Regions from separate parts of the Mus musculus genome. Here regions 2 and 3 are each linked to region 1. Evidence: chromatin contacts called from public HiChIP or PLAC-seq and promoter capture Hi-C data. All regions are on one chromosome and are shown on one strand. Each heading gives the region's core, a stretch centred on a gene start, on an enhancer-like site or on the middle of the called end of the contact. The rest is flanking DNA. Distances are from core to core; before and after follow the strand shown. Region 1 holds the start of Cldn19 (claudin 19). Region 2 overlaps Hivep3 (human immunodeficiency virus type I enhancer binding protein 3). Region 3 overlaps Hivep3 (human immunodeficiency virus type I enhancer binding protein 3).

What was found. Promoter capture Hi-C pulls out the DNA fragments that hold promoters and counts their contacts. HiChIP or PLAC-seq counts read pairs in DNA pulled down with a chosen protein or histone mark.
Region 2: a contact with region 1 is called in an H3K4me3 HiChIP or PLAC-seq map of embryonic basal ganglia, with 10 times the contacts expected there. The contact joins the enhancer-like site here to the promoter of Cldn19 in region 1. A contact is called at or near these places in 6 of 39 promoter capture datasets (the 3T3-L1 cell line, 3T3-L1-derived adipocytes, hippocampal neurons and 2 more), 3 of 15 datasets of contacts at CTCF or cohesin (the NIH/3T3 cell line, large pre-B cells and pro-B cells), 33 of 484 Hi-C or Micro-C datasets (B cells, the Ba/F3 cell line, CD4 T cells and 24 more), 2 of 115 datasets of contacts at active chromatin or transcription factors (differentiating embryonic stem cells and embryonic basal ganglia) and 1 of 9 other capture datasets (liver).
Region 3: a promoter capture Hi-C map of hippocampal neurons shows a contact between it and region 1, with 5 times the contacts expected there. The contact joins the enhancer-like site here to the promoter of Cldn19 in region 1. A contact is called at or near these places in 2 of 39 promoter capture datasets (hippocampal neurons and pre-B cells), 4 of 15 datasets of contacts at CTCF or cohesin (the NIH/3T3 cell line, large pre-B cells and pro-B cells), 23 of 484 Hi-C or Micro-C datasets (B cells, the Ba/F3 cell line, CD8 T cells and 18 more), 1 of 115 datasets of contacts at active chromatin or transcription factors (embryonic basal ganglia) and 1 of 9 other capture datasets (liver).

What each region holds. Positions count from the first base shown.
Region 1 is chr4:119,253,895-119,257,610 of GRCm38.p6, reverse strand. It overlaps Cldn19 (claudin 19), which reads right to left and starts at 2,142. Exons shown (of 5, transcript NM_001038590.1): 1 at 1,816-2,142; 2 at 561-725; 3 at 375-459. The coding sequence starts at 2,038. It overlaps Gm12927 (a long non-coding RNA gene), which reads left to right and starts at 361. Exons shown (of 2, transcript XR_376592.4): 1 at 361-744.
Region 2 is chr4:120,129,970-120,133,685 of GRCm38.p6, reverse strand. Hivep3 (human immunodeficiency virus type I enhancer binding protein 3) reads right to left here. Exons shown (of 9, transcript NM_010657.3): 8 at 1,057-1,964; 9 at 1-105. Among named protein-coding and RNA genes, the nearest start is that of Edn2, 29 kb to the left of the region's middle. Within about 2 kb of position 1,950, at least 24 of the 459 cell types and tissues checked have an H3K27ac peak or open chromatin away from gene starts, as enhancers often do. A contact at or near this core is called in the N1E-115 cell line, where this site is marked.
Region 3 is chr4:120,112,708-120,116,423 of GRCm38.p6, reverse strand. All of the region lies in intron 5 of Hivep3 (human immunodeficiency virus type I enhancer binding protein 3), which reads right to left. Among named protein-coding and RNA genes, the nearest start is that of Gm36215, 40 kb to the right of the region's middle. Within about 2 kb of position 1,588, at least 1 of the 459 cell types and tissues checked has an H3K27ac peak or open chromatin away from gene starts, as enhancers often do. A contact at or near this core is called in hippocampal neurons, where this site is marked.

The DNA.
Region 1 (3,716 bases), core at 893-3,392:
TACCTTAGCTATTTTCTCCAGTCTCATGTTTCCAGCACCCCCCCCCCCATTCTACTTCCTCCTCCAGGAAGCCATCTTGGCCTGCTGACACTAACGGAAGTAAAACAAGCCCAGGTGTGCTGAGCCCTGGGAGAAGTCCCTCTCCTCATCACCTCTTAGGTCCTCCCAACCACAGGAGACCTGGTTCTGACAGGAAAAGGCTAAGTCACAAGTGATCCAGGTCACCCCGGCAAGAACGTGGAGTTAGACTTCAGACTTCACGTGGCTCTCCTTTCTTAGAAACTAGCTGGGGCCTGTTACCTATTTCCTCTTCCAAGTGACAGCCCTGGGCCCGGGTAGGACAGATAGGAAGGAGGCCCAGCCCCAGCACTCACCTGGCATTGACAGGAGTGCTGGGGTTGAAGAATTCCTGTGTTACCAGGGTAGCATACCAGGAGACAGCAGTCAAAGTACAGAGACCTAAAGAACCAAGTAGGGAAGCTCAGCTCTGCCTGGGCCGGCCAGCCGCAAAAGCTGGGCTAGCCACATAGTCAAGAGGGGAGAGGAAGCTGGGCACTCACCTGCCAAGAGGAAGAGAGCACCTCCGGAGATGGCCACACGGCTCTTGGCAGTGGGGTTACTGTCTCCAACCCGAGTGCACTTCATGCCCACGACACTGAGCACCATGGCCACAAAGCCCAGGAGCACAGCCACGACCATCAGGGCTCGTGCTGACTGGATATGACCTGAGGCAGGTTAAGAAAGGTCTGAGCACGAGTGGGGAACTCGGAGAGGGGTGGTGGGGTGGTGGGGTTGTAGGGGGGTGCAAAATGGAGGTGTTAGACCTGAAATGAGAGGAAGCTGGCGTGGAAGGGCTTGGGTAGAAGCCTGAAGAGGCCTGAGCACTTGCCTGCTTGTGAGAAGAGACAATGAGTGTTTGAGGAGAGGGGGCAGAGTGAGGTCATTGTCACTGCTGACCCCGTTTCCCACCGGCCCTGACTGGCTCCTTTCTCCTGGGTCTGGTACACCCTCAATCAAGCAGCAGGAGATGGGGCAGAGTATCACTCAGGATCACCAGAGGTAGAGCTGAAAGTGCCTGAGAACCAGCTAAACCCAGCTTGGTTCCCAGCAGCAACCCTGTCAATCGTCCCTGTCAATCATGGAATCCTATGCTTTTTTCTTTGGGAGTGTATTGGTCAGTTCTAGGCCCCAGGCAGCAGGAGACTTAGATCCCTGAGGGAGGCAGGCCAGTGGTTTGTCTGGACCAGTGTGAGTGGGACTGACTGTGTGGGCTCTACTTTGAGCCCTGTCGGAGTGCAAGTGCGATGGTCCCCAAGGTCAGAGCTGTAATGGTGTCTGACTCTGTGTGTGTGTGTGTCCGTGTGTGTGTGTGTGTCCGTGTGTGTGTGTGTGTGTGTGTGTGTGTGTCGGTGTGTGTGTGTAAACATATCTGTCAATATGGAATATGGAGAGAAGAGGAGTGGAGAATGATAACAGGCTTATGAAACCAGACCCTCATCTCAGTCCACCCTCCCATGCCCTGTGTATTAATGGCCTGGTTACACAGGAGAACATTAGAACGCAAGGGTTGAATGAGTGGGTATTAGGACCGGGAGCCCAGGCTGCCAGCTTCTTGTGTTCCTGCCTCCTCAGAGCCTAGAGACCTGACTGGCCTGGACTCTCCGGTGTACACAGGACAGAAGTTAGGGACTCCCACAGGGGCTGGAGTGTGCCACCCAGCACTAAGGACAGGCTGTGAAAAAGCTTGCCGACAACCTCCCCAGCCCAGTCAGTGCCCCGTCAGTGCCCCCTCCCCGGCTCCCACCGGAGGCCTACCGTCCAGGGCCAGGAGTGAATCGTAGAGTTTGCATTGCACCTGCCCGGTGCTCTGAGAGGCGCAAGACATCCACAGCCCTTCGTAGAGGCCCACGGCAGTGATGATGGCATCGCCTGCATAGGAAGACTGCTTCCACTGTGGCAGGGCAGTGCTGGCGATGATGCCCACCCAGCCGCCCAAGGCTAGGAAGTAGCCCAGGAGCTGGAGGCCCGAGTTGGCCATGGCCCAGGTAGGAGTCTGAGAGTTCCAGGACTCAGAGATGGGCCAGGGTGTGGAGGAGCGTTGTGGTCATGGTAAGAGGAACAGCCGGAAAAGGGGAGCTAAGTGGCACAGGAGGAGAGGAGGAGAGGGGATGGCTGGCTGGCCAGCAGAGGCAGTGGCTGCTGATTCCAGAATGCAGGGGGCGGCCTTGGGGCTGGAAAAGGCCAAAACCCGCCCACAGACAGTCCCCAGCAGAGCTCTTTTCGCCCAGTTTCTTGGGAGTGGAGGGTAGAACCTAGGATCCAAGCTGGGGTACCCCTGCCCTCCCTGTCTCAATAGTAAGGAAGGGAGGGGCTAGGAGGAGTGACTCTTCCCCCTTTTAACCAGGGAAACCCCTTTAGGAGTGATTCCAGTGCTCTGGGATTCTCCTAATCCCTTCCCCAGCACCAGCTCAGTGGATGGCTTTGCTGTGCTTCAGTGCCTGATCTGAAGCGGCGGTTTCTTGCCCACTGACTTGAGGACAGAAAAAGAAAGAAATTTTAGTTACAGCAGGAAAAAACTATAGAGTTCTCTCTCTCTCTCTCTCTCTCTCTCTTCCTCTCTCTCTCTCTCTCTCTCTCTCTCTCTGTGTGTGTGTGTGTGTGTGTGTGTGTGTGTGTGTGTGTGCTGGGTATGGAAACCAGGCTTTGTTGTACATGCTAGGCAAGCACTCTACCACTGACCTAGATCCCCTGGAGTTAGTTTTGGATCAGGGCTTTAAGGCCAGATGTGCAGAGACTCAGTTAAATATGAGCTGCTGGGGAGAAGAGTCCTAGGTACCTGGAAACCATGTCTATCAAAATGGGAGAGGCCAAAGCAGGGAAGATGTGCTATGGGGTCTGTCTGCGATCTGAGGAGTCAGAAGAGGGACCCACAGTAACTGGGCCAGTGGTAGCTGTCTGCCAGCCTCAGGACGTGGTGGGGAGCTGGGGAGATCTGCGCCAGCATCTGTCCTGAACTTGGAGGAAGAAGAACTGCTCAGCCAGTTAATCCCTTTGCTGGCTGGTTCAGCAGCTCCTGCTGGGACCTGAGACAGCAGGCCCTGGCCCCTAGCTCCAGAACAGCCTGGCAGGGGCAGGGGCCTCTGTGCATTCCTGGGGTTCAGGCTCACCGCTCCTAGACCCCTGCCCGCCCCTTCTCACTCAGCCCTCGGGAGCAGGGAATGTTTAACTCCCCTGGGTCTCATTAGCAATCCTCTCACGTTCATTTCAGCCCCACAGGCTTGGCATGGGTGCAGGAGGAATGTCACACCCCTGCTCCCGCTCCAGCCTCCCAGCCACCTCTCTTACATCCCCTGCATCCATCCCACTGCCTTTCCTGAGCTGCAACATGGCCAGCTTCCTCCCCCACACCTTCAACCCCCACAGCAGGGACAAACCCCCAGCCTGCTGCCTTACATTCCTCACGTGGGTGCCTGGCACTCTCAGACAATGGCAAGCCTATGTGCCTGCTCAGGGCGTGGGCCCCTGGTATGGCCTGCAGCTCCAGCTCAGCTCCAGGGACCTGGGGGAAGCTGGGTAAGGGGCGAGTGCTGTTTGGTAGACAGTGCCACACACTGGGTCCCTCTGACTTCTTGTGCACACTGGACCTGCTTCTTAGAGTAGCTGGCCAATCCCCAAAATAGCAGTGGGGGCCAGAAGGGTGACAGAAAAGATGGTTC
Region 2 (3,716 bases), core at 701-3,200, 880 kb before region 1:
CTCACTTCGGCTAGGGAGGTGGCCATGGAAGTCATGAGGGGCGGAGAATGGTCGGGGGAAGAGAGGAGCAGGGCCAGCTGATGGACTTCGGGACTCAGTCTTCCGCTGGAGTCAGAAAACAAGACGGGAGAAGGCAAGGGTTACGTGCCTGCAGAACTGAGGGCTAACGGTATAGAGGGTGGGGAGGCCTGAGATTGCAGTACGGCTGGTGAGTACGGCCAGAATCAGGAGTCCTACTGCAGTTCTCGGCAAGCTTCCAACTGGGCAACTTAGAGGTACATGTTGGCCCACATCTGTAGGAGGCAGCTCTTGTGTGTGTGTGTGGGGGTGTGGGGGGGTGTGGGGGGAGCTCTGTGCTCACCCTGGTCTACCTTGGCTCTTCTGCCTCTCCCCTTCTTAAGATGGTCTTGGCCTAACTTTACCCTTGCATATGGATTCCCACCCAAAGATCTCAACCTTTCACTACAGGAAGTTCAATGAGGCAAGAGAGATGCTTCAGTTAGTGTTCTTCCAGGAGAGATGCTGTGGGGTCATGACAGCACAGTGTAAGAAATGTCAACAGGGACAGTGCCAGCCGTGGACAGTGTCAGCCTCGGGGGTGGGGGGAGGGGCAGTGAGGCAGTGGTACAGATACTGTAAGGCAAGCACTGTCAAGGAAGGGTGATGGGCAGTAGCGGGGTGTGGTGGGGCATGGTGGTGACAGAGGCAAGGCTGTCATAGTTCCACAGGGAGGAGATGGGGACAGATGATTTTGGTAAAGCTGTCGACTGCTCCAAGGACATACATGGACAGGGAAGTGATGGCCGAAGAATTACACAAGTGTTACGTCCATATCCAAGGCTACACTGCCCACTAGGGCTTGAACCCAGAGCCTGTGAACACCAGAGCCATGTCTGGGGCTTCTGAGGGTGCCTCAAAGTGCAATGAACTAGCTGACACAGGGACCTAAGAAAAGCTTGCCACATGCCCAGGAATACCGGCCTGGCTCTGGGGTGAGGGGCAGAGGGTGTGAATGGGCAGCTTCTGACCCCCGGGAGGGCCACAGCAGGGACTCACCCATGCAGAGGTGCACGTTTCAGGGCTTCTGCTGAGAAGTGTGTGAGGTAGAGGCACGGGCTGGAGGAGGGCCCGTGGAACCGGCCCCAAGCCCAGGCCACTCTTGTCCGCTGAGGGGCTGCAGGGCCCAGCCAGGGCCCATTTCCCTGGCAGCACTGTCTGTGGCGGTGACTCGGCCTGACCCAGAGACCATCTCCTGGTGGGTGAATATCTGGGGGTGCCTGTGTCTGTGGCACGCTCGAGTCCAGCGGGCGCTTCTCTTCCTATGGGGTAGGGAGTGAGACAGGACAGCTCCAGTCTTGGAGACCCACAAAGGTGAGGGCCCAGGTCCCTTCCTGGGCCCATCTGGGGACCAGGTGTGCTCGTTACTGAGGCCTGAGCTTCTCGGGCCGGTGAACATTGCTGGGGAGACGAGTCATTTTTGGTGAGTGAATGTTTGCGAGTGAGTGAGGGGCGGCTGCCTGCTTCTTTGCTTGGGGACCACGGCCTCCTAGGGGACGTGGCCTTGGGACTCGGGGCTGAGCTCATGTCCTTCTCCAGTGGGGCCAGTCCCAGCCTGGGAAGGCCTTGGGTACCCCGGCTAGGTGTGGAACAACTGCTGGCGGTCAAATGCGTGGCTTCTGAGATGGAGCTGCCTTGCGGGACCTCGTCAGAAGTGCTATCTGGAGCCTGAGGGCCCTCAACGGGTGAGGAGTTCTCCTGTAGTGTGGGGGGCAGGCAAGGCGGAGCTGCCTCCGAGCATGGCCCAGACAGCTCATCCTGGCTCTCTTCCTCCTCCTCTTCCTCCTCCTCATCTTCATCCAGGTCTGAGTCTGAGTCAGAGTCCTCCAGGTCTGAGAACTGGTGCTCCTCCACAGCCTCGGCGCCCTCTTGCCCCTCTGAGTCCTGGTGCAGGTCATCACTGGTTCCTGAGGGGAGAGCACAGGATACTCAAGATTACAGCCACTTCAGGCTAAGCCCGGTTTCACTGCCTGCCAACTAGGCACAGTGCCACGTGGCAGACGACCAAGTGACATAGCAGATAGAAGAATACTCTGTAAATAATAGTGTACAATGACCTCATGCCTCGACGAACAAGTTCAGCTCTGCGGGCTTTAGGTACGTGAATTCATGTAGCCCTCAAAGAATCCTGGCATCACTGGGGAACTGGGGGTTCTATTCTTACGCTCATGCTGTGGATAAGGAAACCGAGGTAAGGGGGATCAGGTAACCTTCCCAAGTAAGGCCTAGGGCTTCACTGGGGCAAACAAGATCATCTGCTTTCTGGTTTCTCAGTGTGGGTTTCACCACGAGCCAGCTGTAATGCTGTGCCTCAGTCTCTCCTTTTGTTAAGTGGATGTCTCACTGTATGGCTTTTTCTGAGAGGAAAAAATAATGCAGGCCTGGTACACAGCAAGGGCCCAGATAATTACAGCCACTATGACCCCATTACTGATGGCATCTATCACTCTGGGACAGGGCATGCTGGCTGGTCCAGCAGACAGTCACGGTCAGTTAAAATGCAAACCAGATGCTAACATGACCAGGCTGGCCTACACAGCGGCTCTGGGCAGATGGCAGAGTTTAGCTTCTGTGAGTTGCTGGGCTAGGCTGGCCTCAGTCTTTAGGGCAGGCCTGACCCCTGCCATTCCTGCCCTGTGGAGCACTCTGAACGTCAGCTTCCGGGTCTGGATTCTTATGGAGTGGAGGTTTCCATCAGCTGGTGAGGCTGTGCCACCATCAGCAATGGAGACCGAGGCATCCCTGAAATGGTCAGCTGTCCACAATCTGGGGGATGACCTGGAGAGTTTGTGCTCTGTTGGCCCATCACTAGACTGCTGTGACATGACCAGTTTGAACTGGTTCCAGGTGGCCTAATGTGTCCACTATCCCTATCGCTCGCCCGGGCACCAATATTCCATTTTCTCCTGGTCAGGAAAGATAGTCCCCGAGCCCTGGCTCTCCACCATGCCCAGGAGGGCCAGAAACAGTGATGCTAACACCTCCATGGTCAGGTACCAAAGTGGATAACGTGAACATTCACTAGGAAAGAGAGAGAAAATTGTGTGTAGAGAAGGAGTTGTCAGGCAGAGGGAGGTTCCAAGGGCAGAGTTTGGGCAGATGGGAGCGAAGAGACGAGGCCTCGAGGGGAATGGGTGATGGGAGACATAACAGACAGGGGATGGAGGGAGGGGCAAAGCCCTGCATCAGCTCATTCTGCTGACCTAGGACTTTGGCAGGAGCCCTGACTGCAGGCCTCAGGTTTTACTCAGCCCTGGCCCTCACTCACATAGTGAAACCCAAGCGTGGAGAAGGCCACGGCCTGCCCCACAATCATCCAGCTATCTCCTGGCCTAGTCAGAACTAAGGTTCATAGTCCTCACGTCTCACACTACAGTTCAAAATGGCATTATGCTTTGAGAAGCAGATGCAGCCACGAATCCCCACCCTGCCCTCCTCTTGCTGGGTGACAATGGCTGGTTTATGTCCTTTTGTGTCTGCTACCATCTCCTCTGTCTGTGTCTCCCCCTCCCATAGGCAGGTGGCCAGGGTGGCACTGTTAGCATCTGCACATGAAGGCTGAAGCAGGGTCCTGACTGGGGAGGGAGTTGGGGCCAGCATCTCCTGACATCCATCAAGACAGGCCCCAAAGCCCTTCTTTACTGAGGAGAAAGTGAAGG
Region 3 (3,716 bases), core at 339-2,838, 860 kb before region 1:
AGTTCACACTGTCAGTTAATGGATTCAGAACTTGAACCCAGGTCACTTGCCTACACAGTCAGGATCTTAAAGCCTGTGTTATTATGCCCTAAAAACAAACAAAATGAAACTGTATAAGTCAAATAACTCAAGGAGACAGAGACCCAACCTAGAGTGGTTAAGTACTTGTAGGCACATCTAACCTTTCAAGTTCATGACTTTTCTCGATACTGAGCTATGCCATTATCTTGAATAAGGGGATGGATGCCGTGACCTCTAGGTTACCCTCTGAGGCAGAGATGCTACAAAGCCTACTTTGTACTTGTCCTGTTGATGGCTCCACACACCGTTCAGGTTTAACTGTAAAACTCTTGCTTCTCCTCCAACTTTGGATGTAGAAAGGCTTTTCAACTTCCTGACTGTATTATGATCTTTTGACAACTCTGGTAACAACGTGGGTACAATCACGCCGAGCGAGAAGATATGACCGGGAATGTTCACACTGGGTATCTCGGGAACTGAGAGAAGCCTTTGCCTGTGAAGTTCAGGGCCAGTGCTCAGCGGTCAGCATGCTTGGGGAGATGCAGCCACAGTGAACTGGTTAACCCCAGGGAAGCTCAAAAAAAAAAGGAATGATGTCTGTCGGGGAGGAGCAGGTGCCAGGTGGCACTGCCTGCTGGGCTGTGTGTCTGTTAGAAATACTCAGTTGCCAACACAGACCTTGATGAAGCTTTAAATGATGGGCCTTGGGGAGGGGGCGGCTGAGCTGTGAGGCCAGCAGGGTGTTTGCCTCAGCTCTGGATACACCTCAGGTTCCTCTCTGATCAGGATCCTGAAGAATGACAACAGGTATTGATGCTTTGCCAGGTGGGGGGTGTTTAATGTGCCATCCAGTCCCACACCTGCTGGGCTGGGACTTCTACACAGGTACAGAGCCTACCGGTCAGCAGAGGATTCTACTCTCTACGCCTACATTAGCTTTCGGTGGTACGCCAACAGTCCTGGCCTGAGCCTGGGGCTGGGGAAAGGCCACCAGACTCTGATCTTGGCCTCAAGGTATCTACAAAGCCACAGAATGAAAAGATAGATTTATCACTGCAGACGGGGCTCAGGGGCCAGACCCGGCAGAGGGGCAGTTGGCCATGGGGCTCAGGGGCTTTCAATCAAGAACAACACTCTGCAGGTAAGTAGGGATGAACAACCAGACTTTTCTCTGTGAGCCCTGGGTGCACACAGCATGGAAGACATAGCAGTAGGTAGATCCAGAGGCTAGGGAGATGTGAGTTTTCTGAGGATTTAGGGGGTCTGTCATCCCATCACCAAGAGGCTTGATATCTCTTTGACTCCCCAGTTGTGCGTTTTCAAGCAAACTAGACCCCATTCTTGGTGCTCCTTTTTCAAGCTACCTCATTTCAGGGTGTGGCACCCTCCAGAGGCTCTTGGTCAGGAAGGAGCACGCTATTGAAGGGCTTGTGTGGTTCTTGCACCTTCAGAGAATTAGCTCTTCCACAGGGAGGCTGGGGTTCATATGTCTTCTCCTGCAGGCTCCCTTCGAGCCTTCTCTCTAGCATGGAGCTCTGTGATTCTCACAGCTCAGGCAGCTCATTGGCAACAGGAGAGGCCCCATATGCCCCATCAGGACTAGCACACAGCTCATCCAACCCTCCGGGCCATCGTCACTGTACAATGAGAAACACAGGCTCACACAGAGCCCAGCATTGCTGAGGCCCACAGAGCCAACAACAGCAGAGTACAAACTCACTGTGTGAGGCAGGTCCCCACACTCCAAGTCCAAGACTTATCCCTCCTCTTTCAATTACAGTCTGGGAAAGTGACTCTTGCAGAAAGAATACCACCCCATGAGTCTCCAGCTCCACAGGCCGAGAGTTCCTGCTCTTGTTTCTGAAGAGGCCCAAAGATAGGAAAGGTAAGGGTGTCAGAGCTAAGAAGATTCAGGTACCCATCTTGCCAGACCTTCCATCTGTCTCCAGAGCCACATTTTCCTGGTTGATGTGTTCCTGTTGTCTGTGGCTTACGCAGTTACAGAACAAGCTGAGTTTCCCCTCCCTTTGATAGGTTTGTCCACACCGGACTCTGACTGCTTCCAAAGCCCGTAAGCAGTGGGGCTCTCCCATGCACCCCTCTGCACCTTGGTAGGTTAGAATGTGTCTCCACACAGACCTAGGGTAGAGGTGAAGCCATGGCAGTCATCAAAGAGTTCTTTGGAAGGAAGTGGCATGGCTAATTATTGTTTTTGAGAAGCAGCCCACTGGCTGTCATTCACTAAAGATGAGGGATATATTAGTGATTTTTGCTGTTCCCATGAGCAAGTACCTGACAAGAAGCAATGTAAAGAGGAAAGAGAAGGGAAACAGTCCACCACAGAGGGGTTGCTCATGCCTGTGCAGTCAGAGCAGAGAGAAATGAACACTGGTATCCCCCACCCCTGCCCCCACTCCTTCCCAGTCAGAGCTCCTGGTCTATGGGTTGGTACCACCCCATGTTTATGGGGGATCTTCCCTCCTTAGTTAAAAACCCCTGGGATACCCTCACCAACACACCCAGAAGTGTATATCCTAGGCGGTTCCAAGCCCAGTGAAGTGCTGAAGAACATGAACATCATGGTGGGAGAACTTTACTCTCCTGTTCCTTCCTCCCTCCCTCCCTCTCGCCCACCCCCCCTTTTTTTTTATCAGCATACCAATCCTATGATTTTATTCACAGAATAAGAGAGAAAACTGGCAATACAATTCTGGGAGTTGTCAAGAAATGAGTGGATGAAGAAGGCTTGACCAACCCAAGATAATGGCTGTCCCCAGGAGGGACAGTGTAGAACCAACCTAAGTTAAATCAGGGAAGAAAGGACAGAGGACCATCCTCCCCTCTGCCTGTCATCCTCAGAGAAATATCTTCTCCTATCCTTCCTTGAGCTGTTTCTTCACTCTCCCCTCTCCCCAACACACACACACACACAGCCACACACACACACACAGCCACACACATACACATACATGTACACACACACAGCCACACACACACACACACACGCACACAAACACACACACGCACACACACACACACACACACACACACACACACGGGTTCAAATAAACAAGGTCCTGCTCATTCCCCCCTCCATTCCCCCAGCCCCTTCGGCTTCCATTCCTCCTCCATCTTGGTGGTCTCTCCCCTATTCATCCTTTTAGGGCAGGGCTTTAATACCCTGCCTCCATTCCTCATCTCAGCCTGGACCACAGGAAATCCATTGCCTGGGAAACAGCTCCCATCACAGCCACTACACTCCCCACAGGGCTGTGCAGCAGACAGTCCCCCATCCCCACCTCCCTGGGCCTCCAGGCAGGGTGATGCCTAGCTGAGCTCTCAGTTCTTGGCTTCTTGGACTCCACTTGGCTCTGGGTATCCTGCCTCTCAGCATCCTTGACTCTCCCTCCAATGCAGAACCCAGCCCCCGTTCTAGCTGTCCTTTCCCTTTCTCTCTTTTCCTTCTCCCCAGGTGACCCATCTAGTCAGAGCCGCAAAGTGCAGCTGCACACTGACAAGTTCCATGTGTGTATTTCCAGCTCAGGCCTGCCCAGCTCAAGAACCAAGTGCCCATGTTGTTAGGAGCGGGTGTGGCGGCAGTCCCAAAGGCGCCAGGGACTGTAGCTAAGTCATATGACTTGCACCTGACTTCCTCATATAAGACACAAACATCTTGAGTGCTGCGCAGGTGTACC